Linked DNA regions of Mus musculus: regions 2, 3 and 4 are each linked to region 1. Evidence: chromatin contacts called from public promoter capture Hi-C data. All regions are on one chromosome and are shown on one strand. Each heading gives the region's core, a stretch centred on a gene start, on an enhancer-like site or on the middle of the called end of the contact. The rest is flanking DNA. Distances are from core to core; before and after follow the strand shown. Region 1 holds the start of Zfp783 (zinc finger protein 783). Region 2 holds the start of Rarres2 (retinoic acid receptor responder (tazarotene induced) 2). Region 3 holds the start of Repin1 (replication initiator 1). Region 4 holds the start of 1700026J14Rik (RIKEN cDNA 1700026J14 gene).

What was found. Promoter capture Hi-C pulls out the DNA fragments that hold promoters and counts their contacts.
Region 2: a promoter capture Hi-C map of liver shows a contact between it and region 1, with 2.1 times the contacts expected there. The contact joins the promoter of Rarres2 here to the promoter of Zfp783 in region 1. A contact is called at or near these places in 7 of 39 promoter capture datasets (the 3T3-L1 cell line, cranial neural crest, hippocampal neurons and 3 more).
Region 3: a contact with region 1 is called in a promoter capture Hi-C map of stem cell-derived epiblast-like cells, with 5 times the contacts expected there. The contact joins the promoter of Repin1 here to the promoter of Zfp783 in region 1. A contact is called at or near these places in 10 of 39 promoter capture datasets (the 3T3-L1 cell line, the C10 cell line, cranial neural crest and 5 more).
Region 4: a promoter capture Hi-C map of hippocampal neurons shows a contact between it and region 1, with 4 times the contacts expected there. The contact joins the promoter of 1700026J14Rik here to the promoter of Zfp783 in region 1. A contact is called at or near these places in 1 of 39 promoter capture datasets (hippocampal neurons), 1 of 115 datasets of contacts at active chromatin or transcription factors (embryonic forebrain) and 1 of 9 other capture datasets (liver).

Annotation. Positions count from the first base shown.
Region 1 is chr6:47,938,636-47,944,732 of GRCm38.p6, reverse strand. Zfp783 (zinc finger protein 783) reads right to left here and starts at 1,558. Exons shown (of 6, transcript NR_027963.1): 1 at 1,356-1,558.
Region 2 is chr6:48,570,711-48,577,256 of GRCm38.p6, reverse strand. It overlaps Rarres2 (retinoic acid receptor responder (tazarotene induced) 2), which reads left to right and starts at 4,455. Exons shown (of 6, transcript NM_027852.3): 1 at 4,455-4,663; 2 at 4,967-5,169; 3 at 5,370-5,474. The coding sequence starts at 4,990. It overlaps Lrrc61 (leucine rich repeat containing 61), which reads right to left. Exons shown (of 3, transcript NM_177736.3): 3 at 6,535-6,546.
Region 3 is chr6:48,590,456-48,596,651 of GRCm38.p6, reverse strand. It overlaps Repin1 (replication initiator 1), which reads right to left and starts at 2,769. Exons shown (of 3, transcript NM_001079901.1): 1 at 2,600-2,769; 2 at 1,676-1,861; 3 at 1-359. The coding sequence starts at 1,820. Gm5111 (predicted gene 5111) reads right to left here. Exons shown (of 2, transcript NM_183309.3): 2 at 6,068-6,196.
Region 4 is chr6:48,532,833-48,539,435 of GRCm38.p6, reverse strand. It overlaps 1700026J14Rik (RIKEN cDNA 1700026J14 gene), which reads left to right and starts at 1,962. Exons shown (of 2, transcript NR_130985.1): 1 at 1,962-2,600; 2 at 2,700-2,854. Atp6v0e2 (ATPase, H+ transporting, lysosomal V0 subunit E2) reads right to left here and starts at 1,867. Exons shown (of 4, transcript NM_133764.3): 1 at 1,582-1,867; 2 at 165-212. The coding sequence starts at 1,685. It also overlaps the pseudogene Zfp862-ps.

The DNA.
Region 1 (6,097 bases), core at 309-2,808:
TTAAAAGGCATTTTGTCCCATGTACCTGCAGGTCTACAATCAAAAATACACCCGACATGGGATTAAAATATCTGGAGCCCAGTGGTGGTGGGGGAGGGCACATGTCTTTAATCACAGCACTCTAGAGGCAGAGGCAGGCAGATCTCTGTTGAGTTTAAGGCCAGCCTGGTCTACATACAGAGTGAGTTCCAGGACAGCCAGGACTACACAGAAACTCTGTCCCCAACCCTACCCCAATGTCCCCCTAAAAAAATTTGGAAAGAAAAAACTCTGTCTATTCTGAACATGTACACATTTTTCTTGTCGTCATTTCCTCCTCGATGCAACTATTAGCCTTCCACTGTATTGGAAATCTAGACATCGATGTAATGTATTTTAAAGCATATGAATAGGTTATATGCAAACACTACACAATTTTATGTAAGGGACTTGAGCATCCGTGGTATCAGCTGTAGTTATTATCATAGTGTTGAAATCTATCCTGTTGGTAAGCTTTCTGGGATGTTAGGTACTGCAAGACAACTAAGGGGCAGGAGTAGGTGGGAAGGAACTGAAGGGTTTCTAGTCCTACTCCCACAACCTCCACAATTCCCAGTTGACTTTCTATTCCTTGTAGTCAGGGAACCTAGAAGGACACACAGCAAAATAGAGAAAGAGAGGTTCTTTTCTAAAAGCTTCCAAGAGACTAAGGTTTCAGAGAGTTGTCTGAGATGTATTGGTAATAATAGATACCACTTACTGAGAGATTTTTTTTACTGGTGAAAATCTTCTAGCATGTCCTCTAAATTGGCACACTGAACATTACCAAGCTAACCCCTCCCCCAGCTTCTTTTTGGAACTCACTCTGTAAACAGGCTGGTCTAGATCCGAGGGCCATTATATCTTGGCAAACCAACCCAGTCACAAAATTTAGAAACCTGTTGCAAATTGGGTTAAGTATTGTTTCCTACGAGAAAGTAGAGTCGCTAGGTATTTTAGTGGTAGGCTCATCCTAAGGTGTTGACCTGAGGCCCCCTTCGCAGCCTCAACCTTGCAGATGTGGCAGGAAGGCGACCCTGGCTCCTGTCTGACTGCTCGGGCGCAGGTCTCAGAAGAACACAGGGACTTTGTGATCTGCAGGGTCCTTCCAGGCCTTCCGGAGAAAAGGTAGCGCCCGGCCTGGCCGGGCTACGGAGGCCATGTCGCGCGCACCGATCTTAGGGCCCAGCCCACCAGGCCGCCTGCGGCCATGTGTAGGCTGATGGCTTCCGTGGCCTGCGTGGCCTCCAGGCCAGGGCCGGGGCCAGGGCAGGGGGTGCTCCGAGCCGGGTAGGCCGAGACCCTCGCACACAGCGGCCATGGACCGGGGCGCTTACCGGGGCAGGCGCCGCTTCAGCCATGACTACCACGTCGTCGCTGGGCTGCGGGCCTCCATCGACGCATCTGGCCAAGCGCCGGCTGATTTTCAGTCAACAGGTCGGCCCAGGCGCGGGCTGCGCGTCGGTGAGGGGCCGGAGCTGCTGTCCAGCGCCCGCACTCTCCACACGGTCCCAAGCCACGTGCCCTGCTGGCCCTAATCTACCGGAGCCGCGGCCCGGCGCGCACGGCGCCCCCTGCAGCCAGAAGGCCCGCACTCGGTGGCCGCTGGCCTGCGGCGTCAACCCTACCCCCAGGGCCCCGGGCGAGCAGGCAGCTGGCTCAGGCAAGCCTTCGGGCGGGTAAATTCGAGAAAGACGCCCGTGAGGAAAACGCTAAGGAAATCCCTGAACTCCGTGCTGGGGCGGGACACCCTCATCCCAAGGGTGTTCAGATTCCCTTTTCTAGGGTAAATTCCATTTTGGGTTTTTCAGAACAAGTAGGAAGCGCTAAGGGGAATGGTGCGTTTAAAACAAAAATACAAGCCAGGCGTGGTGGCGCACGCCTTTAATCCCAGCACTCGGGAGGCAGGCGGATTTCTGAGTTCGAGGCCAGCCTGGTCTACAAGAAACCGTGTCTCAAAAAACAAAACAAACAAACAAAAAAACAAGTCCAGGACTGGGGTGTACCTTAGTGGTAGAGCGCTTGGTAGAACCCGAGGGATGTACTTTCGGAGTATTCTCTCCATGTGCACTCACCTTTGAGGCTCAGAGCCTCTGCTTACCCCCTACAGAGCTCCTCCTTCTTCCCGCCACACCCAGTCTGGACTTAGTTGTACATCTTCTTACTTAGCCTTGGCTGGGATTGAGCGCCCTGCTCTCCCTGCCAGGAGGCTTCAAAACAGACAATGGACACAGGACCACAACTCCACAGCTACTGGGTTCATTTCTAAGGGTTTCTAACCAATTCATGTCCTGAATTATCCTGAATACATTATTCCATTTAAGACCAGTTTCCTTCTGAAACTAGAAAGCTTTACTCGGAAAAGCCATAATTAACCTTTATTTATTTATTTATAAAAATAAAACCGGTCTCTTCATTTCCTGCATTTCACAGCCATTCTATGGTCGTTATTCAACAAGCCAATAAACTTCCAGATGGCAACTGTGCTTTGAATCTTTGGGTTTGTTTTGGTGTGTGTGTGTGTGTGTGTGTGTGTGTGTGTGTGTGTGTGTGTGTTGGGGATTATCTCTAAACAAAGTGTGGGCCAGCTGACATAGTAAGGACACAAACTACCTACCTCTAAGGTGCATCACTGAATCCTTGGCATTTAGGGCAAGACCAGGCAGTGCTACTTTGAGTTAAATCAAAATAAAAAGCTAACTGAGTTCGAGACCAGCCTGGTCTACAGAGTGAGCTCCAGGACAGCCAGGGATACACAGAGAAACCCTGTCTCAAAATAAATAAATAAATAAATAAATAAATAAAATAGTTAAATCACATTTAACTCTTTATATCAAGGTCCAAATCAACATTTAGCATTATTCGTTTTGATTTATTATTAAACAGGTTCTTGTTATATAGCACAGACTGGCCTCATGATCCCTCTGCCTCAGTCTCCCTAATGCTAAGATTGCAGGCTTGTGTCACCATAACTAGCTCCTTATTTTGAAAATTCTTAAGTAATACCACCTAAAAGACAAAACTGCAAGTATGTGCTCATAAAATAGGAACCTCAGTGGATCTCATTAAAGGTCAGTTTAAGACATTTAAGGTGGGCAAGAGATGGCTTAGCGGTTGAGAGCACTGACTGCTCCTCCAGATGGTGGCTCATAGCCATCTCTAATGGGATCCAATGCCCTCTTCTGTTGTGTCTGAAGACAGTGGCATTGCATTCATATACGTAAAACAATTAAAAAAAAAAGACATTTAAGGTTATGAAACACTAATAAATTGCGACCTTCAAAATAATAGTCCAGACATGGTGGCATAATCCTCTAATCCTACTATCTCTGGAGGGACAGAATTGGTGTTTGTGAACCAGAGGCCACCCTCCCACATTTCAGATTACCTAGGTCTTAGTTAGGGAGTTAGGGTTTTATTGCTGTGAAGAGACACCATGAGCAAGGCAATTTATAAAGACAAACATTCAGTTGGCTCTGGTTTACAGTTTGAGAGATTTTTCCATTACCATCATGGCGGGAAGCATGGCATCCTGCAGGCAGACCTGGTCCTGGAGAAGGAGCTGTGAGTTTTATGTCTTGATCCAAGCCAGGCAGAAGGGAACTCTGCACCGGGCAGAGACTGACTGAGCATTAGGAGACCTCAAAGCCCAACCCCCACAGTGACACAAGTATTCTAACAAGGCCATAGCTCCAATAGTGGGCCAAGGATATTTAAACCACTGCACTAACCTATATGAGTATAGTCATTGTGAGACTGAAATCCTGCCTCCAGAAAATAATGATGATGATGATAGCTAATGTGCAATACAAGATGAATCTGAAAATGTACTAGAAAGTGGAAAACAATAATGAGTTACTCAGAAAGGAAGAGGTATTATGTTTTTTTCTTTTTGAGACGAAATCTCCATATACCTGGTGAACTTGTATATACTCTGGACTGCTCTTGAACTCAAGGCAGTCTTCTTGCTTTGGCCTCTTTAGAAATGAGTTACAAATCATAAGCCACCAACAATAGGCTAAGTATGATAGTTTTTTTAGTATTTAGTTTTCTTGTTATGTGTGTATATGCCATGGCATTCAAGAGTGTTGGATGTCCTGAAGCTAAGTTCCAGGTAATTGTAAGACACGTGACAAGGATGCTGGGAGTTGAACTTGGGTTCACTGGAAGAGCAGCAAGAGGTTTTTTTTTTGTTTTTGTTTTTTGAAGATTTATTTATTATATGTAAGTACACTGTAGCTGTCTTCAGATACTCCAGAAGAGGGCGTCAGATCTTGTTATGGATGGTTGTGAGCCACCATGTATGTGGTTGCTGGGATTTGAACTCAGGACCTTCAGAGGAGCAGTCGGTGCTATTACTCACTGAGACATCTTACCAGCCCCCTAGCAAGAGGTCTTAACCCATGAGCCATCATCATTTCTTCAGCACTCTAAAAACTGATTTCTTGACAGAATTTATATTTTAGAAGCTGCCTCTAAAGCCAGGCACAATGGTATGGGCCTGTATTCCAAGCATTCAGGAAACTAAGATTATCCTGAGTTTAAGGCCAGCCCAAGCCATATAGCAAGTACCAGGCCAGCTGGAGCTACATAGCAAGACATTTCCTAAAATAACAAAAAGAAAAGAAAGGCAAAGGTTCTTTGGACGGCACTAACTCAGATGTCATTGTACATTTATCTAGTCTACCTTAGGGGCCTAGTGAGAGAGATTGCATGCAGTAATGAGATTGCTAACTGGTTCCCAGGAGCCACTGGTTTACTGAGCCAAAGGTTACAGTTCTGTGTATCAGTTACCAAAGTTACCTACCATTCAACACTAAAGTTATAAATATATTTTTAAAAAACTTTACACTAAAATGGGTTAGGCTCATTGTAGCTCTAGTGTAAATTAAAATTACTTTCATAATGTTTTGGGGTTTTTTTCTTTTTTAGATTTTATTATGATATGAGCAAAAAATATATAGGTAAAAGCCAGAGGTGTTGCAGGCAGTTATGAGCACAATGACATGGGTGCTGGGAATTGATTTAAGTCCTTTACAAGAGCAGGCTTTGTTCACGAGCCACTTTCAGTCTGGTATGTAGACCAGGGTGGCTTTGATTCAGAGATCTACCAGTTTCCATTTTTCTTTTAAAGATTTATTTATTTATTTATTTTAAGACTTATTTATTATATGTAAGTACATTGTAGCTGTCTTCAGACACTCCAGAAGAGGGTGTCAGATCTTGTTAGGGATGGCTGTGAGCCACCATGTGGTTGCTGGGATTTGAACTCAGGAACCTTCGGAAGAGCAGTTGGGTGCTCTTACCTGCTGAGCCATCTCACCAGCCCCAGTTTCCATTTTCTAAGTGCTGGGATTAAAGGCTTATGCCACCACACCAAGTCTGTCCTCTTCCTCGTTTGAGACAAGGTCTCATTCTGGCCTCAGCCTTCTGATACTAGACAGTTCTCTTTCTCTCTCAGTCATACACAAGTAAGGCCTTATATGCTGAGGACCCAGTAACAAATTGACAAGTTATGGACTAACAACACTTGGGGCTTTGACAGGTCACTCTGAAACAGCCAGCCATTGGCCTCTGCCATTGAAGGTGGAGTCATCAGAAACGAAGTCACCTAAGTCAAGGAGCAACTCAAGGAATGGGTCAAGTATTATTTTGTTTTAAAGATTTATTTTAGTTGTAGCTGTCTTCAGACACACCAAGAGAGGGCATCAGAGTTCATTACAGATGGTTGTGAGCTGTGCTGGGAATTGAACTCAGGACCTCTGGAAGAGCAGTCAGTGCTCTTAACTGCTGAGTCATCTCTCTAGCTCCGTCATTCAAGTATTATTGTGCCCACTGAGACACAGCTCAGAGAAAGCATTGCCATGACCCACCTCACCCTACAATCCAAGCATGTTATGGTAAGTTGAGATGTAGATGTTCAAACTAGAAATATAGCTCAACTGGGAGACTGTTTGCTGAGCATGCACAAAGCCCTGAGTTCAATCCCTGGTATTCAACCCCAATGACAAAGTGGATGCTCACAGGAGAAAAAAGAGAGACTATATGTATAACCAGGCCTCTTTTCCCCAACAATTTT
Region 2 (6,546 bases), core at 3,206-5,705, 630 kb before region 1:
TGTGCAACTTTTTTTTAAAGATTTATTTATTTATTTATTTATTCATTTATTTATTTATTTTATACATGAGTAAACCACCATTGCTTGCTTCAGACACACCAGAAGAGGGCACCAGACCCCATTACAGATGGTTGTGAGCCACCATGTGGTTGCTGGGAATTGAACTCAGGACCTCTGGAAGAGCAGTTGGTGCTCTTAACCGCTGAGCCATCTCTCCAACCCCCTCCCCACCCCCCACCCCCGCCCCGTGTGCAACTTTTTAAAGCTTTCAGAATCACTGTTAATTTAAAAAACAAACTATACACAGGCTGAGAAAGTTTCTGAAGTTTAAAAAAGGTACAGTTTCCTTCCCTCATAAGAAAGGTTCTTTTCTTTCAAGAAAGAGCCATGCATCTATACATAGATATATATACACTATTCATTTTTAGTTTTAACTCACATGATTTATAACTCTCTGTATTATCTACCATCCAATATGGCAGCCACCACCCACATGTGGGTCTGCCAGCTTGATATGTGGCCAGTGTGACTGAGATGTTAATAGTTTACTTTTAGAGGATTTTCAAGTATGTATCTGTGTTTGTAAGTGCAAGTGCCCTTGGAAGTCGGGTGCCCCAGAGCCTAGAGCAAGGTTATGGGTGGTTATGAGCTGCCTGGAACAGTGCTGAGAGTTAAACTCTGGAAGACCCACAAACACTCTTAACTGCCGAGCCTTCTCACCAGTACCAAAAGTGTAGTGCTTTAAATGTATGTTTATTATAATGAATTGAAATTTAAAAAAAAAAATCAGTGAATTTATATTCACATCAAGGTCAAATTACTCCTAGCTAGAAGAACAGAGACCACGGGTATGTGAGCTCAAGGCACACTAAAGGGACTGATTACCTTCCGGCGTCCAGCTGCTCCATCAGTTCTCAGCACGCGGCTCCCAGCTCCTCTCTCCACCTAGGACTGCTGTCCTCCTTCTCATGCCCTTCCACATGCAGGGTGCAGCTGCCATTTCTCTCAGTTCAAGTCCCACACTGGAAGAACTTTCTGGTCACCAGTCCCCAAAGCATCCCCCAGCACAGAGCCTTTTGCTCCGTGTGTGCACATTGACCCTGGAGCCCAAAGCTCTTGGAAAACACAGTTATCATCTATAACAGTTAGTTCTATTGTCAGTGTGACACTATCCACAGTCCCCTGGGAAGACTCTCAGAGGGAGACTGTATCTATCAGGCTGGCCTTTGGGCATGTCTGGGGATTGTCTTGACTATGAATTGATGGGAGAAGACACAGCCTGAAAGTGGGTATCACCTGAGTTTGAATTATACATGAACAAGTACAGGAAGCTCCTGAGCATGCATGCATGCAATCCCTCTGCATTTCCAACTGTGGGTGTGACCAGCTGCTTCAGGTGCTTACCAGCCTCATAGTAACAGACTATAACCTAGACCTACAAACAGTAAATCCTTTCTCCCTCAAAGTTGCTTTTCTAAAATATTCCATCACAGCAACAGAAACAAAACTGGATCTCCATCTCATATCTCTGCTCTCCAATAGCTGTGGACTGAAATGCCAGGAATGGGTTCTTGGAAATGAAGACCTTGCTGGTATCCTCAGAGTGCATGGTAAAGAAGCCTTAGGTCTGTATGAAGAATGCTGGCAAAGCGTGAACAATTCATGGAGAGAGTTTTATGTCCAACACTGCCAGACAGCCACTCTCCCTGAGGTTCCCAGTGTATCCTCAACAACTCCAGCAAAGGGATCATGGTCTCACCTTACAGACAGTAGATGATGGGCTGGCACACAGGGCAGCTGAACGGGGCCTTCCTTTGTTAGGGCTTAGGGCTGTAACAACAGTCTGGGCAGGAGAGAAGACTGCAGTGCTATGGAACAAACGTGGGTGGCTTGTGCATACTCATACACTCTACCACCCCAGAACCAATTCCCAAGCCCTACAGAAAGACACTGTTTCAAAGAGATGTGCTTATATTATCATATTGTTGCAACACTGGCACGCATCTTTAATGCCAGCACTAGGGAGGCAGAGACAGGCAGGTGCCTGTGAGTTTGAGGCCAGTCTCCTCTACATAGTGAATTTCAGGCTGGCCAGGACCTCACAATGAGACCGTGTATTAAACAAAGAAAGATGAAAAGAAGTGGAGGGAGGGAGGGAGGGAAAAAGGAGGAGAGTAAGGGAGAGCAGGAGAGAAGAAGACAGGGAGGAAGAGAGAAAAGAAAAGAATGAGAAAAGATTAAAAACTTCCTGGGAAATCTCATGTTGAAACAATGAAAAGGCTGGAGCCTAGGGCTAGTCAGGTCAAACTTATGTATCAGAAATATCTCATACAGTCCTGGCGACTAGTCAAACCACCTTCCAAGAGGACTAGGGGAGGCACTGAAGGCTCTGTGTTGAGTAAGTTGACCACAGTCGCACTCATTGCAGCCTGCTTAAACCTGAACCTCGGAGGCTGAAGGATGCCCAGTGGTTAAGCGTACTGGATACTCGTCCAGAGGACCGAGGTTTGATTCCCAGCGTGGTGGCTCACAACCTTCTGTAACTGCAGATCCAGTTGATCTGATGCTCTCATCTGGCCTCTGTGGACAATAGGCCACGTGCACATGTAATACAGAGACATGCGTGCAGGCAAAACATTCATACACAAAAATAACAGAATACTTTAAAAAAATATTCTAAACTTCATGCCATTGCCTGAATGACAGACTCTGGGGTTACTGTAGCCCTTTGTCATCTTACCAATATGGCCACATTTGAGTAAATCTTTTTCTGCTTTCCCCTATTATTGTTCTCTGTAACTAGGGACTTACAGCTTACTTCAAGAGGCTAGCTTACTGGGCCTGCCAGACACCACACTTTGACCCTAAGGTCTCTGATAACAATCCCAGGAAATGACAGGGACTATTAATGATATGCAGGCGTCCAGGTTTTCCCCATTTTTCTCAAGGTACCCAGAAGTTGAGACAACATTTGGACACATTTCTCTGCCTCCCCTTATGGGTTTCAGAAGCCCATTCTGTCTCAGCCACAGGCTCCTAATACTCAAAAAGCCTATGGAAGACCAGGAGTCATCTCACTTAGGATGCGGACCTCAGGAATGGCTCAGAAAAGCAGCATATGGAGCCAACAAGGCCGGGCAACAAGAATGCATTTCTGGAGGGAGTTTGCTGACAGGAGAGTCTCAGCTAGGGATTTTCCTCACCCAGGAAAGGCATAAGAAAAGGCAGCCCTGGGCAACTGAGGCTGTAAAAGAAAGTTCTTCAGTCCCCTTCTCTGCGGAGAAGGGGAGGGACTTAGTGGGAGAAGGGGCTTGTGAGGAGGGGAGCTGCAACCGGGATGTAAAGTGAATGAATTAATGAAAAATATGAAATAATAAATTAATAAATAATAATAATTTAGTGGAAAATAAAGTACAAGGAGGACTGTAGGACCTTCAAAGCACCCTTTCAAGATCTAAAAATCATTATGTTCCATGTTAGTTTTCTAACCTAATATAACATGGCCTTATTTTTTTTCAGCTTATTCATTTAATGTTGTTTTTGACTGAAATTAAACTATCTTTAGTGGCAATAAATACTCAGAATTAAAAAATACATTTCAAAAAGGAAGTTCTTCAGAGAGCACGTAGTCCTTCACCCCTCAGGGAAAAGGTCCACCTGGCCAGCAGAGATCTGGAAGCTTTCAGCTCCTCAGACAGGAAGCAGTGACATCAGGCTTCTGCACTTGCTCAAGTCCTGAGAGACTGAGCTGGGGAAATGAGCCGGGGTCAGGGGTCAGGTAGGCTGGTCGGGCGGAAGGTGCTAGGTGGACGGGACGACAGCTAAGGAAACACGTCCAGCCCAGCAAGCCTATACATGGAGGCCTGAGAGTTGTGACGGGTCCATAGAAGGGAGGGTCTGCTTGAAGCCTCTGCAAGGAAAAGACTGATGCCAGCCAGTCAAAGCCAGGCCTACGTGGCTGTGAACAAACCCGAGACATCAGGAAAGACATGATAGATGTCTGGTAGGCAGATGAAGGCAGCAGTCAGTGACACAGGAGCTCTCTCACTGGACACACAGGACAAACTGAAGCAACAGACCTGCTGCTACCTTGGTACTGAAGGAGCCTCAGTTTCCCCAACTGTCACTTTCTAGTGGAAGATCACCTGGTCAAGCGGGGATCTGTCAAAAAACGGCTCCCTCAAGTGTTGGCAGTCATGTGTTGAGAGATGACAAAGGAAAGGCAAAGGAAAGACTGGGTTGGGACTGGGATGGAGAAACACCCACTGCTGGGGACAGTTGTCTTGATGGCAGCTGCAGCCTGGTGTGAGGAGGGTTAAGCATCTTGCAGTTCCCACCCGCTCTGGATCTGCTCAGTCCTCCCACGTTTACGTCTTCTGAAAAATATTCAGCCTGCAGTCTCATTTGGTGCTCCAGGCCCTCCCCCTCCCCCTCCCCCTCCTTTGGCTCAATGCAAGAGGAAGGTCAGGGAACTTTGGGAAACAGAAAACTCCAAAACTCCGGACTCTGGGAGAAGGGTCAGTGGGAAAAGGCGGGGCTTTGGGGACCAAGAGAGAGGAGAAAAGGGAGATGAGAGGGTGAGAGGGAACAACTGCCAGGGAGCTGTTCCAGGGACCACACAGAAAAAGGCCTCGCTAAAGCAACAAACCTGATCATTTTCAAGGTACCAGAAAGAGGCTGGGGATTTTGGATATGGAGGGAAGACCCAAAAGGAGGAGAAAATGGCTCAGAAAAAAGGCTATAGTGGACATAACCAGCAGGATTACTTCCCGGGGCTGTTGGCAGGGAACTCTAAAACTTTGTTGGCCCCAAAGTTTCTTTGGAAACAAGGCCTTGCAGAATGGGAAGGGCTAGTTGGATACCAATGGAAGGGGTACTTCAGAAAGGGGCACTTCTGTCCCTAGGAGTAGGTCAGGCCACCACCACCACAGCTCCAAGAACTAAAGCCCACACACCATCTTTGCAGAACCATAGGACTGAGGTGAAGCCATGAAGTGCTTGCTGATCTCCCTAGCCCTATGGCTGGGCACAGTGGGCACACGTGGGACAGAGCCCGAACTCAGCGAGACCCAGCGCAGGAGCCTACAGGTGGCTCTGGAGGAGTTCCACAAACACCCACCTGTGCAGTTGGCCTTCCAAGAGATCGGTGTGGACAGAGCTGAAGAAGTGGTTAGTGGTGTGATTGGGTAGAGAGTGGAGAGCTGCAGCCCTGGAGACCAGTGAATTCCCAGAAAGCTGTACTGGGAAAGGTCCCCAGCCTGCCACCCTCCTAGGCTGTGCCAGTTCTAAGTTAAGGTGTTGGGGAAAAGAAAAGGAGTAACATGCAGGAATTATCTGCTTGCCCTGTCTGTCTGTCTGTCTGTCTGTAGCTCTTCTCAGCTGGCACCTTTGTGAGGTTGGAATTTAAGCTCCAGCAGACCAACTGCCCCAAGAAGGACTGGAAAAAGCCGGAGTGCACAATCAAACCAAACGGGGTGAGTAAGGGGTTCTTGCTGATGGGACAGGCTGCCAGGAAAGGAACCAGAGTCCAGGGAAGCGCTGTGCCCATCACCAGGGACTGTCTGCAAGGAGGGGAGGGTGAAGGGAAGAGAGAAATTTCTCCATCAGAGTGGGTCCTCCTAAAGAAACTTCTCTATGGAGTTTATCCTGTATTCTGGCCACGATACACACAGTTCACTGAAGGGTTTCACAGTAATCAGTCACCCTAGGGTGACACTACTGCTATGGACTGACCTCGGGCTGGTGGTGCGGCACTTTTGAGTTAAAGTTCTTGTTCTCTGACAGTTTTGTGGGTTCACTGAAGGTCCTTGTCCCCTCCCTGGGGTTAAGGGAAGAGACTGGATTATACTGGTGATTTAGCAAGACTCTTGGTTTGTTCAAAATAAATCTCAAAGGAAAAATGTAGATATGAGGCCAAGGTGGTAAGGGCCCTGGCTGTGCAAGCTTGGGGACCTGAGTTTAAATCTCAGCACCCATATGAAAACATCTGGGTGTGGCTACAGAGGAGTATCCCTAGGCTTGTTGGCTGCCAGCCTGACTGTAGGTACAGTGAGAGATTGTCTGCCAATGGAATAAAGCAGAGTGAAGTGAGACGCATACAGGTGTGAGTACACACACACACACACCAGAGAGAAACAGAGACAGGCAAACACCATCTGGGGAAGATTCGTGCCTTTAAACATGTTTGCACATTAACGCAGGCACTTGTGAATACACCCACGTGGTATATTGCCCATGAGCAGTACACATATGCATGCTCACACAGGAATGATACCTGCACAGGTAAAGTACCATAGTCTGCAGGCAAGCCAAGGGTGGCATACACTTGAAATGCCAGCATAGGAGAAGTTAAAGCAGGTGAACTGCAAGTTCTAGACCAGTCTGGGCTACTTCTTGAGACTGTCCAAAGAAGAGAACTTCTAAAATCTCCTATGCCAGGGTAAGCTGCATGTCCATCTGGCTCGCATGTCACCTCGCCCCTTGGATGTAGTTATGTTTCTGCTGCTGCCATAAAATACCATGACCAAGACCAACTAATAATAGGAA
Region 3 (6,196 bases), core at 1,520-4,019, 650 kb before region 1:
TAGGTGGCAGATGAAACCCAGGTCGGGGACTGCAGAAGCATGAACCTGAAGATGCAGCGCTAAGAAGGGGGCGTGGCGAAAGCGCTGGTTGCATTCATGGCAGGGCAGAGGCAGCCGGGCCTGGCACCGCCGAGCATGAAGCCACAGGGCCACCCAGCCCGGGAAGCGCTTCCGACAGTGGGCACAACGATGGACCTTGCCTGGGGTTTGGCCTCTTGGCTGAGCTGATTTGCCCTGGTACCTCAACCCTCTGTCGGGCTGGGAGGACTCCTGGGAGGGCCCAGAAAAGAGCCAGGGCTGAGCTGGGCCCATGGCCGTGGGGCCCCTGCAGCGCTGTTCCAGCATCGGTTCTTCCTCTGCTGAGGGTGGAAAAGCACAATCACCGCAGGAACACTGTTGTCAATCCCCAGGCCAGTGTGTGCTCCCAGTTTCTCCCTTCCCACCCCATGGAAGAAGAACGCCTCCCTCTAGGAACTGCCCTCACGGTTCTATCTTAGGGAATAGCTTTGTATCTTTATTGCCCTGGAAACTTCTAGAAGGGAGACATGTTGGTATTCCTTGGGATTCTCCCATAGTATCTACCTTGTGTCAGGAGGTCTTACAGAAAATATTCTTGAATATTCCTACTGTACCCTACATATCGCAACCCCCCTATTGCCTTTCCCTGTGGCAAGCACTTTCTTCTACCACACCAGAGCTCCCTAATTGGCACATGAAGCAAGTGTGGGGCATAAAACAGTGGTAGGACTTGCCTGAGGTGATACTGTAAACGATGAGCAAACCAAAGGTGGGGGGGGGGGGCAGGACGGGATGGGGGGAGGTTTGGGGCGGACACACAAGACAGGATCTTGTCAACACCCAGGCCACTGTGTGCTCCGCATTAACACCTAGGTGTGTGGAGATCTCCTCAAAAACCATCTGACTAAAACCTTGAGGAAGGTACTTCCAGCCTCCCCAGCTCAGCTCTAAGCCTGGAGAGCAAGTGAAAACAGCCTTTCTTCAGACCTGGGAGGTGGGCAAGGTGCCTCTACTAGCACAGACTAACACCAGGCCACCACCTGTCCAGACTACCCACAGTCTGCCTGCCAGCCCTTCTCCACCCACACCCAAGCAATTGCAACTGGGACATTGGGGGGAGGGGGGAGAGGCAAGCACTTCTCAATCCAAGGAACACCCACAGTCTGCTGCCCCTCCCCTGGAGTGAGGGAGAACCCTGGCTCAGCATCTCTTAAGGGGGCTAGGGATTACTGGGGTAAAGAAAGGGGTGGGAAGAAGAGATCATAATCTCTGTCCCTTGCCTGGTCCTGCCCAAACCGGGCCAAGGACTGCCCCACTTCAGCTATACCCCACAGGGGAACCCAGATTCCTGAGAGCCTCCTACACAGAGTCAGTTCAGGGGTGGCAGTAAGACTTCCCAGGGACCTTTTCATGTCTGTTCGTGGCCTCTGTCCGGGCAAAACCTCCTGAATTCCTTTACAGCCTGCTCTCTTTTGGGGGACTACAGACATGACTCAACCCCACCAACCCCCAACTCCCACCCCCGCCTGAACCCAGGGAAGACTCCATGATAGGAGAATGGATTCCTTCCCCAGTACATCCCTGTCCTGCAAGTATAGGAGACATGAGCGCTGGAGTTATGGGTTGGTTTGAGGGCACAAGAAAGGCCAAACTCTACCCTGAAGACTGAAGAGCTGGGGGTGAGGCTTTTTCCAGCTCCTTCTGGGGATGTTCCTGGGGAGACTTCGGCTGCTTCGGCCCACACTTCGGTAGCCCCCGGATGACAGAGAAAACTGTAGCAATAAAGACATCCCTATCCCCATGGCAGAGCTCAGACCTCTAACTGCTGAGAGGTCAGCCTTACCTGGGGAAGGGAGAGAAAAGAACGAGTGTGAGGCTCTGCGCTAAGCCAGGGCAGGTTTGTGTCATCACCCAGTCTCTCCCAGATTCAAGGCTACAGAGTTCAGCCTTGAACTCCATACCCAGCCTGGTCGAATGACCTAGCGGACACTGAACTAAATAAAGCATGAGCATGACCCTTTACTGAGGAAGCACAGTGCTGCCTTTGGAGGCCACCTCCTAGCCTGGTAGGGCCCCAGAAGAATAGCCTCCTCCATCTGTTGCAAGGCTCTTTCTCAGTGGCCAAAGGGCTGCCTAGGCAGTAACTCTGGAATCCCTATTGCCTCCCCTTCCCCCACTCTCCGCGCAACATAAATTCCAGGCCTGTCTCCCGAGGGTCTACGCAGGGAGCGCCAGAGTGCCCAGGACTCTCCAGAATTTCCTTGGTCATCTAGGGCAGCCCCGGGTGGCAGCAGGCCCACACACTCCCCCTTTGTATAGATGCGTGTCCTCCGTCCACATTTGCTGGCTCGCTGGACCGGTTCGGACCAGCCAGTGGGCCATCTCGGGTCCCACGCACAGCGCAGCCCGCGGAGCCTGTGCGCAGGTGCGCTCGCCCCGCGCCTCAACACTCCCCCCCCCCTTTCATATTCCGCGCGCGCGCGCGAACCCCACAGCCGCACACACTCACGGTCACGCGCCCCACAGGTGGAGCTGCCCTCGCACGCCCTCGGTGGCCCCTGCGCCCTTACTCGACCCATACCTCTCCCGCGTGCCCTCCAGGGACGCAGCGCCCATCCATAGAGCACCAGGCCGGCCTCTGCGGCCGGTTCCCCGCCCCGCAGCGGCGACAGCGGCAGGTTCGAGTTCACAACTGCCAGGCCCGTCCCCAACCTCCCCCCACGCGCTGGGTTCCCAGCTCCACGTGACTACAGGAGCTGCGGAGGGTCAGTCTCGGCTAGGCGGCCGCGGCCTGGGGGCGGGGCGGGCCAGGTCACCCCGCTGCACTGCCGCTCCGGCACAAGGCCAGGGAGGGCCCCCGGCTCCATCGCCATGGCAGCCACCAGCTCCGGTTTGGCCACCGGCCCGAGCTTCAGTTTCCTAACCCTCTGCCCAGAAAAGGATGCTCGCCCCTGGGCCACCTTGTGGCCAGGCTGTGGTCACTGTGTTTGGTCCACCCTTACTGTCTTTTTCAAAACTCAGAGCCAGAGAGAACTAGACAGGGCACCAACGGTTCTCCTGGCGTCGAGCCTGGGGCTTTGCCCAGTCCGCTCTAGCTTAGGGCTGGAACACAGCACCACGGCAACAGAGCGCATCTGGATGAAGAATGAATGGCCCGCAACTGTGAATTCTGCAAGGCCCTCTATTCCCACAACTAAGATCCGGAGTGGCCTAAGCTCTAGAGATGCAGGCCGGGCCCAGGTGGCTGTTGGCACAAATGGGTCGTTTACCCTTGGAAACGCACAGCAGCCAGTGTGGCGTCTGCGGAGGCAGGTGCAAGCCTGTGGCCATGACTCACCACCCACTAGCAGGTGGCCTTGGCTTTCCAAAAGAACCCCATCTTGGAACTTCCAGACCAGTGCAATTTCGTGTCCTTTCATGCTTTCAACAGAGACAAGCTTTGAATTGTACAATTATTTTAAAAAAAAACACTTTTAAAATCTCTCCCAAGGGCCATCTAGCCCTCTCATATATTAGCCTCCTAAAGCCAATTACATTCGGTGTTTGACATACTCGAGTGTTCTGAATAGTATTTTATATTGGGGAAGCCTGGGTTATCCCTTGCAACTGTACATGCTGGCTCTTCACTTAAGATATTGTAAGTTTTCTCCCATTTCGTTGTTCTCTTATATATTATATTAAAACATATATATATATATATATATATATATATATATATATATATAGTTTAATGGCTGTATAAATATGCAAATCGATTACATATTTTTCCTATGTCCTTATAGATTAATGTCTCATTACCCATGTCCAGGTTCAAACTTTTGGAGGTAGAAACAGATGGTCAAAGACAAGATTCATCAGTTATCCCTGAGAAATGACCATTTTTTTCCATTTCCTTGACAACATGGGCTATTTTCCCAAATTTAATTAAAATGACTGTTTGCTTCAATTTTTGCTTCTTGGGTTGCTGGTTTCCTGACTTGTTTGTTTTGTGTGATTTTTTTTTTAAACCAGTTTATGCTATGACTACTGAGAATTTATCTTTGCCTGACTTTCTATTTGCTCACTTTCAAGGCTGGGAAGTTGGGATGGTTGTTTGGGTTTCATGCTTAAAGATGTTCATTTGTCATATGTGTGGAAAATATTTTCCCCAAAAGATTGTTCTTTGGGGGTGTAGGGGTGGGAGGCAAGGTCTCACTGTGCAGACCCCACTGGCCTCATACCCAAACCCGGTGGCCTGTCTGCCAAGTGCTGGGATCACAGGCATGCCCACCTCACTTAGCAACGCTAATTTCTGAAGTGATAAAATTTTGGCTTTATGTGCTAAAACCTGCCCATCCTTTTCTTTCTGGTGTGCACCTTTCTGTTTGTGTTTGGAGAGTGATCTTGCCCAGGCCACGCTACTCTTTATGATGATAGTTTCACTGCAGACGGTGGATTTTAACACTTCACGGTTTCAGTATTCCCTACGATGATTCTGTCTTGTTTTGATTTTCAAATTCCTTGTCTAGAACTGCTCCTCTGTTTTTCCACATGAACTTTAGAACGTGTCAATATTATGAAACCCTGTTTGTGTTTGGAGAGAGTGGAGATGTGCATCTCTGCACTATGTGGGTCATACTTCTCCTCTTACTGTGGAGTCCTTAATAAGTGGGAAGTACAGCTGAGATTATAGAGATTCCCTCACCACAAATATAGAAGGGGCATCGGCAGAGCATGTGTCCAGCACAACAGTGTGTTGCAGAAGAGCATGCAGTAAGACCCACTGGTTTCACCTGCATGTTTTATAGGGATGCTTAAACCCTCAGGAAGACTTGATTTTTATGTCCAGTGTGGTGATAAACTCTTCAAATACACAACTCATTTCATCCCCTCAATATCCCTATGAAACAAACTCTCTGCTCCTCATTTTACAAATGACATTCTGAGCCTGGGAGATGTTCAGAGGCTTGCCAGGGGCCACACAGCTGCATGGTGGGTGGGTGATGAGAACACAGCAGCACTACCCAGCCTCACCCTTAACCACTGCAGTTTTATGTGTGGGCAGTGCTAGTTTATGTATACCACAAATATTTAATCAAAATGAAACATCTTCTATTCTGTAGGCACTGAGTCTTCTCATGACCTATGCTGGCTTCCCAGAATGAGAGAAAATGGTGAGAGGCTTTTAACTGTAGTATATCGTCACTGGAAATAAAAGTCCTGGTTAATGATTTCTGAGTGGCTGGCTGGCTGTTGAAAAGCTAGAATTGAGGTGTTGTGGGAGAAGATGGGAGAATTCACTGTAGTAGATTTCCTGTAATGTTGCATATTAACTGCTGCCTCTGACAACATGTGTGAGGCCGATCGAAGGACCCTCAGAGCTGTTCTGAGAGAGAATGCAATAGGCAAATCCCACACAGACCTGGGTAAAGGACAAGCCACTGGCTGTAAAATCCTACATAACCCTGCCTCCTTGGCTCTCCCAGCTGGTGAACAAAAGAAAACAGTGGGAGAGACCAGAGCGGGAACCTTCCCATACAAAGATTGCTGCTGGGGCCGAGGACAATTAAGGAGTAGATGCAGAAAGGCACTCTGTCCTTCCTGGCCTGTTACGAGACAGAAGATGCCCACCACTGAGGATAGCAACGGTGCTGAGGACAGCTTGAAGCCCTGGGAGGCCGGAGACAGTACCAAAGCAAACCATCATCAAGCTTTGCTGGCTGCCCCTTATGAACCCCACCAACCTTTCACAAGCTGCCACCCCTAGAGGCTCAAAGTCCTTTCCCTTGCCTTGTCACAGTTTGGGTTGGGGTATATCTCAGAGGCAGCGTGATTACCAGGAAGGCCCTGGTTAGGTCTCCAACACAGTGGAAAACTGATGATAAAAAATTAGAATTCAGCAGGGCGTGGTGGCGCATGCCTTTAATCCCAGCACTCAGGAGGCAGAGGCAGGCAGATTTCTGAGTTCGAGGCCAGCCTGGTCTCCAAAGTGAGTTCCAGGAAAGCCAGGGCTATATAGAGAAACCCTGTCTCAAAAAACCAAATAAAATAAAATAAAATAAAATAATTAGAATTCACTCTTGTTTATTGCAACACTGGATAGGCTGAAATTCAAGGCTACCTTCTTGAGAACTACTCGTCCCTTAGTGGCTCTCACCTGAGGAAAATAGGGGGAAGCCATCTGATTTCCTCTGGCTAA
Region 4 (6,603 bases), core at 713-3,212, 590 kb before region 1:
GATTCTGATGCCCAGTTAGGAGCAGATACTACTGAACTGGTCCACAACTCACGTACCTCACAGCTCAGCTGGGGGCACCACAAACTGCAACTGTCAACTGAGGCAAAATCAGACCCAACTAGTGGTCACCACAGCCCCCAGCTCCTGGGGAAGGCAATACTCACAAGAGGTAACAGCAGACAGCAGTAGCTACCAGCATGGTGATGATCACCCTGAAACAGCAAAGAAGGAAAAGCAGCATTGGTACACGGGGCCCTGTGTCAGCCCTCCTGGTGCTACCTGAACACCAGCATCTCCAGGATGCTGGGGTCCGCTCCAAGTAAGAATTACAAGATTGTCTACATCCAAACGGTGTTGTAAATCTCTTCCTTCTCCATCAGCAAACACCTCTCCATCTGTATGCTGGAGAAGGCTTGCCCACACTCCATCTGTGGCCACCCACCAGAGGATGGCCTCAAAATTCATCCAGCAACATCAAAGAAAACAAAAGACCACAGTACAAGGCAAGAAGCAAGGGCACAGCCACTGTTGACAGAGGCTGGGCTGTTATAGAAAAAGCAGGGGCTTTGGATCCACTCAGGAAATCAGAGAGACAGAGTCTTACAACACAGCTGAAGGGACAAGGAGCTCACCAAGACTTCCAGAAGAGATGACATGGAGAGTGATTACAAAGCAAGTCCAGTTTAAATCGTGTGTGTGTGTGTGTGTGTATACACATGTGTGCTGGCTTCCAAAAGCCAGAAAGGGCCTCAGATCTCCTGGAGCCATAGTTAAAACAGTTCTGAGTCTCTCAATATGGGTGCCAGATTCTGGTCCACTGGAAGCAGAAGGTGCTCTGTCCAGCAATCACTTTCACATTTGTAGGAATAAAGGCGATGCCCATCCGTCTATGCCTCCAGTTTAGGCTAAGTCTAATCCATGACAGAGCCTAAGCACTTCAAGGTGGTGCTGAACGGATTAGTGCCCCAGCCCTCCCTTAACACTACAAGGCAGCTGGGACCACTCCTGGCTGTGCAGTGGATTGTCAGTGCTGAGAAAATGGACAAAGGGCAAAGTGTGAGGCTTTCATGACTTGAGAGGCTAACAGGAGAAGGGGCTGGCATGTGGTGCAGAAAATCTGCTAGGAATCTTCCAAAAATGAAGGCAGCTAAAAACATCCAGTATACATACACAGCATGCCCAGGACATTGCTTAGGGCAGACCTCACACCAGCCCTACAAAGCAGGTGTTGCCAGAGCCCCTATTTTCCTCAGTGAAGAAATTGAGGCCTGGCATTTGCCCAATGTCACACAAGAATAAGCAAGGAGTGTCCATATGCAGCCTTTACCGACTGCATGGGTGTGGGTGACCTTTAGCCACCTGCTTGCCCTGACATCTGAATCTATCCGTTCACCCAGCCCTCTAGCCTGTTTCCTGGCTGCCCCAGCCCAGGTGCAGAGATCTGGAAGAAGTCATGTAGGGGCGTCTCTGTGAGGGCATGAATTGCAGGGTAGCAAGCTGGGAGCCCAGTGTTAATGGGTGAGCCCAGCTAGGGGACAGGGAAGCGTCTGCAGGGAATCGAGGCCTGCTCGCCTTTCTTACCCGCGGTTGGGTCCTTTGGGCACGAACCAGGGCCCAGCGATGCCGATGAGGCCCCAGAATGTGGTGAAGATGATGACAGGGAGGGCAAAGGAATGGGCTGTCATGGCTGGGTGCGCGATGCTCAGGTGGGGTATCAGATCGAACGGCAGACTCTAAGCAGGTGCAAGTCTCGGCAGAGGGCTGTGCGCATGCGCAACGGAATCTCAGCCGGGAAGGCCCTGGACCAAGCGAATCTGCGCTCGCGCATCCCTGAACATCGTCCGCTGGGATAGCTCGCCGCTATCACGCAGAACCAAGGGCGGGACTTCCGAGGAACCTTTCCTTTGATTGGCTGGGTCGGTTTGCTCCGATTTTGCAGGTGATTCTAGGCTTAGGTTTGCGCTTTCTTATTCTCGCTAGAAAGTGGCAGGTCACTTGCAGTGCTCGGGCAGCCCAAGGTGGCTGGGGACAGGATTGGAGGAGACCCTAACCAGAACGGAGGCTTTGTGGGGACCACAGGGGTTTCGACCAGAGGACTTCGTGGAGCTGAGAGGCCACAAACTTGGCCTGAGCTAAAGCCTCCCCTCAGCGAAGTGAAGCTTGCAGTCCTCTGCAGAGCTCACTGCTTCACTGAACCTTGGAGATGCCCAGCTTCTGGATCAGGCTACAGTAGTTAGACTATTTTTCCTCTATGGTAGGGGTTCAGGCGATCTGTGTGGAACATAGTAAGACCTGGGACACTTGAGGCCAGCCACTCCTGAAGGGCTACAGTCCGGGTGGGAGCTGGAGGGGGAAACCACGTCAGCACAGTAGTGATTCTTGAAAGGAGGTGTGCCGCAGTTGGGGACAGATCTTATGTTTCCATGGGAACGACCTCCAAGGCCCCTGTACACCCAGCCTACCTGTGCAAACTTACATGCTGCGTATCTAGTTATCTGTATGAAGAAGAAAGATAAAGGCCTATCTTACACTAAGTCCAGATTGGAAAGTCGTCGTGGAAGGCCTCTCAGGAAAATTCCACAACAGGATGGCCCAGGCAGGTAATTAGCCTTGCTCACAGAACTTGACAGGCAAGAGCCAACACTGGTACTCTGTCCATCCATCTTCATAATGGACTCTGACATTGTTTTTTCCCACAGGTATACTTCCTGGATTTTCTGTAGCCGGTCCCCCGAGCTGTAGTCTAGTAGTTGCTGCTGCGGGGAGAGATTAAAGTGACAGCAGGAAGACAGTCTCTGGGTTCTCCTGTATAGATTCTCTCATTGTTCTGACAAAATAAACTTGAGGAAGGGTTCATTTTGGCTCTAATTTCACCATGGTGGGGAAGACACTGGGGCAGTCAGTCACACTGCATCCACAGTCAGGAAGCAAAGAGAGATGAACCCTGGTGCTGAGCTTGCTCTCTGTTTAACCCATAGAATCATTAGCTACCCACAGTGTGTCTTCCACCTCAATTAACCCAATACAGGCATGCCCAGAGATTTGTTTCCTAGGTGATTCTAGATCCAGTTAACAGTGTTGTATCACACTCTGCAAGCAGCGGTATCCCACTGCCCTTGCCTGAGCTGCATAGCTTCAGTGTTCTTACCCTACTGGGGTCACTTCTGTGAGTCAGGACGCTGACTCACACTTAACCCCAGCTGTGCCATCTTGCTGCCACTTCCTCAAAGAGGTCTCGCTGGGACTACCGGAGAAAGATGCTGAAGGAAAGTTACTGCTTTGCTACATTACAGTGACATTGCCTTCTCACAGAGCTAGATACCCACTTAGGAGAAGAGTCTAGATAAACATCGAGGCAACGGACATCCCCTAATGATTCTGTGGGTTGAAAATCCCAGGCCAAACTTGATCTTGGATTCTTTAGGTAATTGGAAAAGCTGGCCAGCCTGAACCAATGTGATGAGAACTTTGAGAGCCACACAGACATGGCCACTGTGACACATCCTGAGAGAGGGGATTTTCTATAAATCTCTATGCCAGAGGTCTTCCACCTAAATGTGGCTCAGGACCACAGGAAACACTAGCAAATGCTGCTGGGAGGTCTTTGTCCCCACGAGTCACTTTCAGGCACCCATGCTTGGGTGCAGAGGTGAATGTACCCTTGGGTGCTGAGGGTGGCAAGTGTTATGGACAGAGGTAGCGTTCTAAGAGCCAAGTGAGAAGCCCAGTGGTGGGGCTGGAACGGGAAAGCCTTCTCGGGTCTGAGGATTTTGTTTAACCATGGTTAGGCTCACATTGAGGAGGCTCTGTCTCAAGAGTCCCCAACAACAGACACTGACACCAGGAAGGTACGATTCATCAGGTAGCTGCACCCTGGGTTCCTCTCACACTTGAAGAAGGCAGAGGCTCAGCAGGCTTTCAGGTCTCAGCTCACCACACTCACCTTCCAGCATATTCCTGGAAGAGGCTACCTTGCTTTGTGGCAAGTGCTGCCTCTCCTAGGAGCTTTCCTAAGAACATGCAAGGTCCACCCCGGTGGAGACTGCCTATGGCTACCTGTTTCTAGATTATAGCCACCTGCCTTCTTGGAAGGCCAGGGAGGATCCTCCAGCACCACCGTGGGCTGCCTCTAAGTAAGCAGCTACACAGCTGTAGCCCAGAAACAGCCACACATATACTGTTGCCTCCTGTGGAGCTTTAGTACCAGTGAAAACCACACATGCTGATACGCTATGATCGAGTCTCCTGGCCAGAGGTCTAGTAGTCTCCCAGCATCTGTGCCACTTTGCTCCATCCTGCCAGGAGGGCTAGTAGAGGACACCTGACCTCTGAGCAGAGCTGCAGAGGACATCCTGAAGCGGTCCCCTGGGAATTCTTTTGAGCGGTGTCACGGCTTTGGCACTGCTGGGGGAAATGGGCGGCTTTCTCTTGAAAGCCTGGCTTCTGGATGAAGTCCTCTGACAGCCCTATGTGCTGAACGGTGCTGAGCGTGGAACATTTGGTTCTAACTCTCAGGGTGCACTTCTCTCTCATCTCCATCTCACACTCACAGGTAAAATCTTTCAGCTCACTTGGGATACAGAAGGAAGTATAAAGACAACAATAAAGTCAAATTCTGCTTTATTCAAATAGCAAAAGTTAAGATTGGAACATGGTTTTTAAACCTAATTTGTTCATCCTTGAAAGCAGGAGCCCAGAGCATCCTGGACCAGTCATCTTTGTCCCTGGCTACACAGACGCCAGTCTGAGTGAAATGGTGACCCCCATACTGTCCTGACCACACTTAGCACCATAGGGAGTTGCCCTTTGTGGTACAGGTCTGGGGTGGCTACACTACTGTGTCCAGCTGGCCAGGGCTGAGCTTTCTCACCTCCCCATGTCTCTATGGCTACTGAAATCAAAGCACTGAGTCCAAGTTGGCTACTTGGAGCAGCCCAGTGGAGACCTGTTACCAGGCGAGGGGAGGGATACAAGCCAGGAAATATACAAGATTAGAACAGGCAGGAGTCAGGGGTGTGGTACAAGCCTTTACTCCAGCACCTGGGAGACAAAGGCACGTGGATCTCTGTGAGTTCAAGCTGGCCCACATTCATAGCAAGTTTCAGGGCAGCAGAGGCGGCATAGAGACAGTCAGGTGAAGTTGGGTAGGGGGTGTCAAGCATGTTAAAAGGTAGGAAAGGAGGGGGAGGCTAGGGATGGGCCCAAAGGGATAGTGATTCCTCCTCCTCACAAAGCCCTTTGGCTTGTTTTCCCCTGAGGCCCTTCAGGGCCCAAACATGAATACTGCTTCTCTGTCTTGAGCTGGCAAAAGGCTAGGAAAACCTGAGTAAGGCAAACACCTAGCCTGAGAAACCTACTCTATGCATTACCACCTAGAAACACCCTGCTCCACCCACATCAGGAGGTGACCTCAGGGTGCTAGTATGGAGAAGATGGGGTGCTTCTCCACCTGGTAGCCACCTCAGCTCCCCAAACCTCATTCCAGAAACCATGGCTACATTACACAGGACTGCTGTGTTGCTAAGGGTACTTTTAAAGGAAAGATGTCATAGGAGAGGAGCTTGCTGAAGCCAAGCAGATGTTTCAACCTTGACTGAAGCCAAGCAGATGTCTCAACCCTGACCTGGAAAATCCTGGACTCCGAGATTTTGCCTGGGTCCTCTCCTAGATTTGGAGCCAAGGCCTGTCTGCCCCTTTTCTGCAAGCTCCCAGGCTGGATGGGGGATCTTCTTGAGCAGGAAAACTGCACTGCATACCAAGGCTAAGCGCTGGGGCAGAGCTATAAGGTTGGCAGAATCTCTGGGGGTTTCAGCATGTGTTGGAAGGAGTGGGTAGGTAGCTTGGTCAGAGGCTGTGTGCTTATGGCACAGACCAGGGGTCTGCAGCAGGAGGCAGCAAGCAAGGCTCCTGCACATTTAGAATGAGCAGGACATGGGGCAAGGAGCCCTTCCATTGGGCAATTCTCCAACCTGAAGCCAAAGAAGGCAGAGCCTAGAACATTGATCCTAACCAAATAGGCAACCACTGGGCCTGCAAGGTCAGGCTGCCCTGGAAGGAATGTGCTTCACCTCACCACACAGGGGACAATGGGAGAGGCCCCAAAGACCTAGTTTTACTGAAGGCCCTTCTATGAGAGCAGAAGTGGCCGTTAAGCCAGAGGCACCCACAAAGATCCTGAGGAAACTATGAGAAGCCATAGCTATGGAGCTGGTTTGGAGAGTTCAAGTCTACACGTCCAGGATGGGGAGAATTTACCAAGTTCCGGTGCTTTTGAGCAGTCTGCAGAGCTTTCTGTAGGACGGGTGCATCTGCCCTGTAGACGGACAGCACCTCTGCTACAGTGTGACTCTAGTGGCAAAGCTGACGCCTTTACTGCAAAGGACAAGTGCAGGATAGGAGCAGCTAAGTGCTCTAGACAAGCCCTTCTCTCCAGGACTTCGAGGCTCCCACTGACTATGGCCACAGGGAGTTAACAGGCACTTGGATTCTCTGTGGTATCCACATGAGGAGTGAAAGTAAGGCATGGAAAAGAGGAAGGGATCAGAGGCACACTGGCTGCAGAAGAGCTGGCCTGGATCCAACACCTTTAGCTCCCTCCTCATG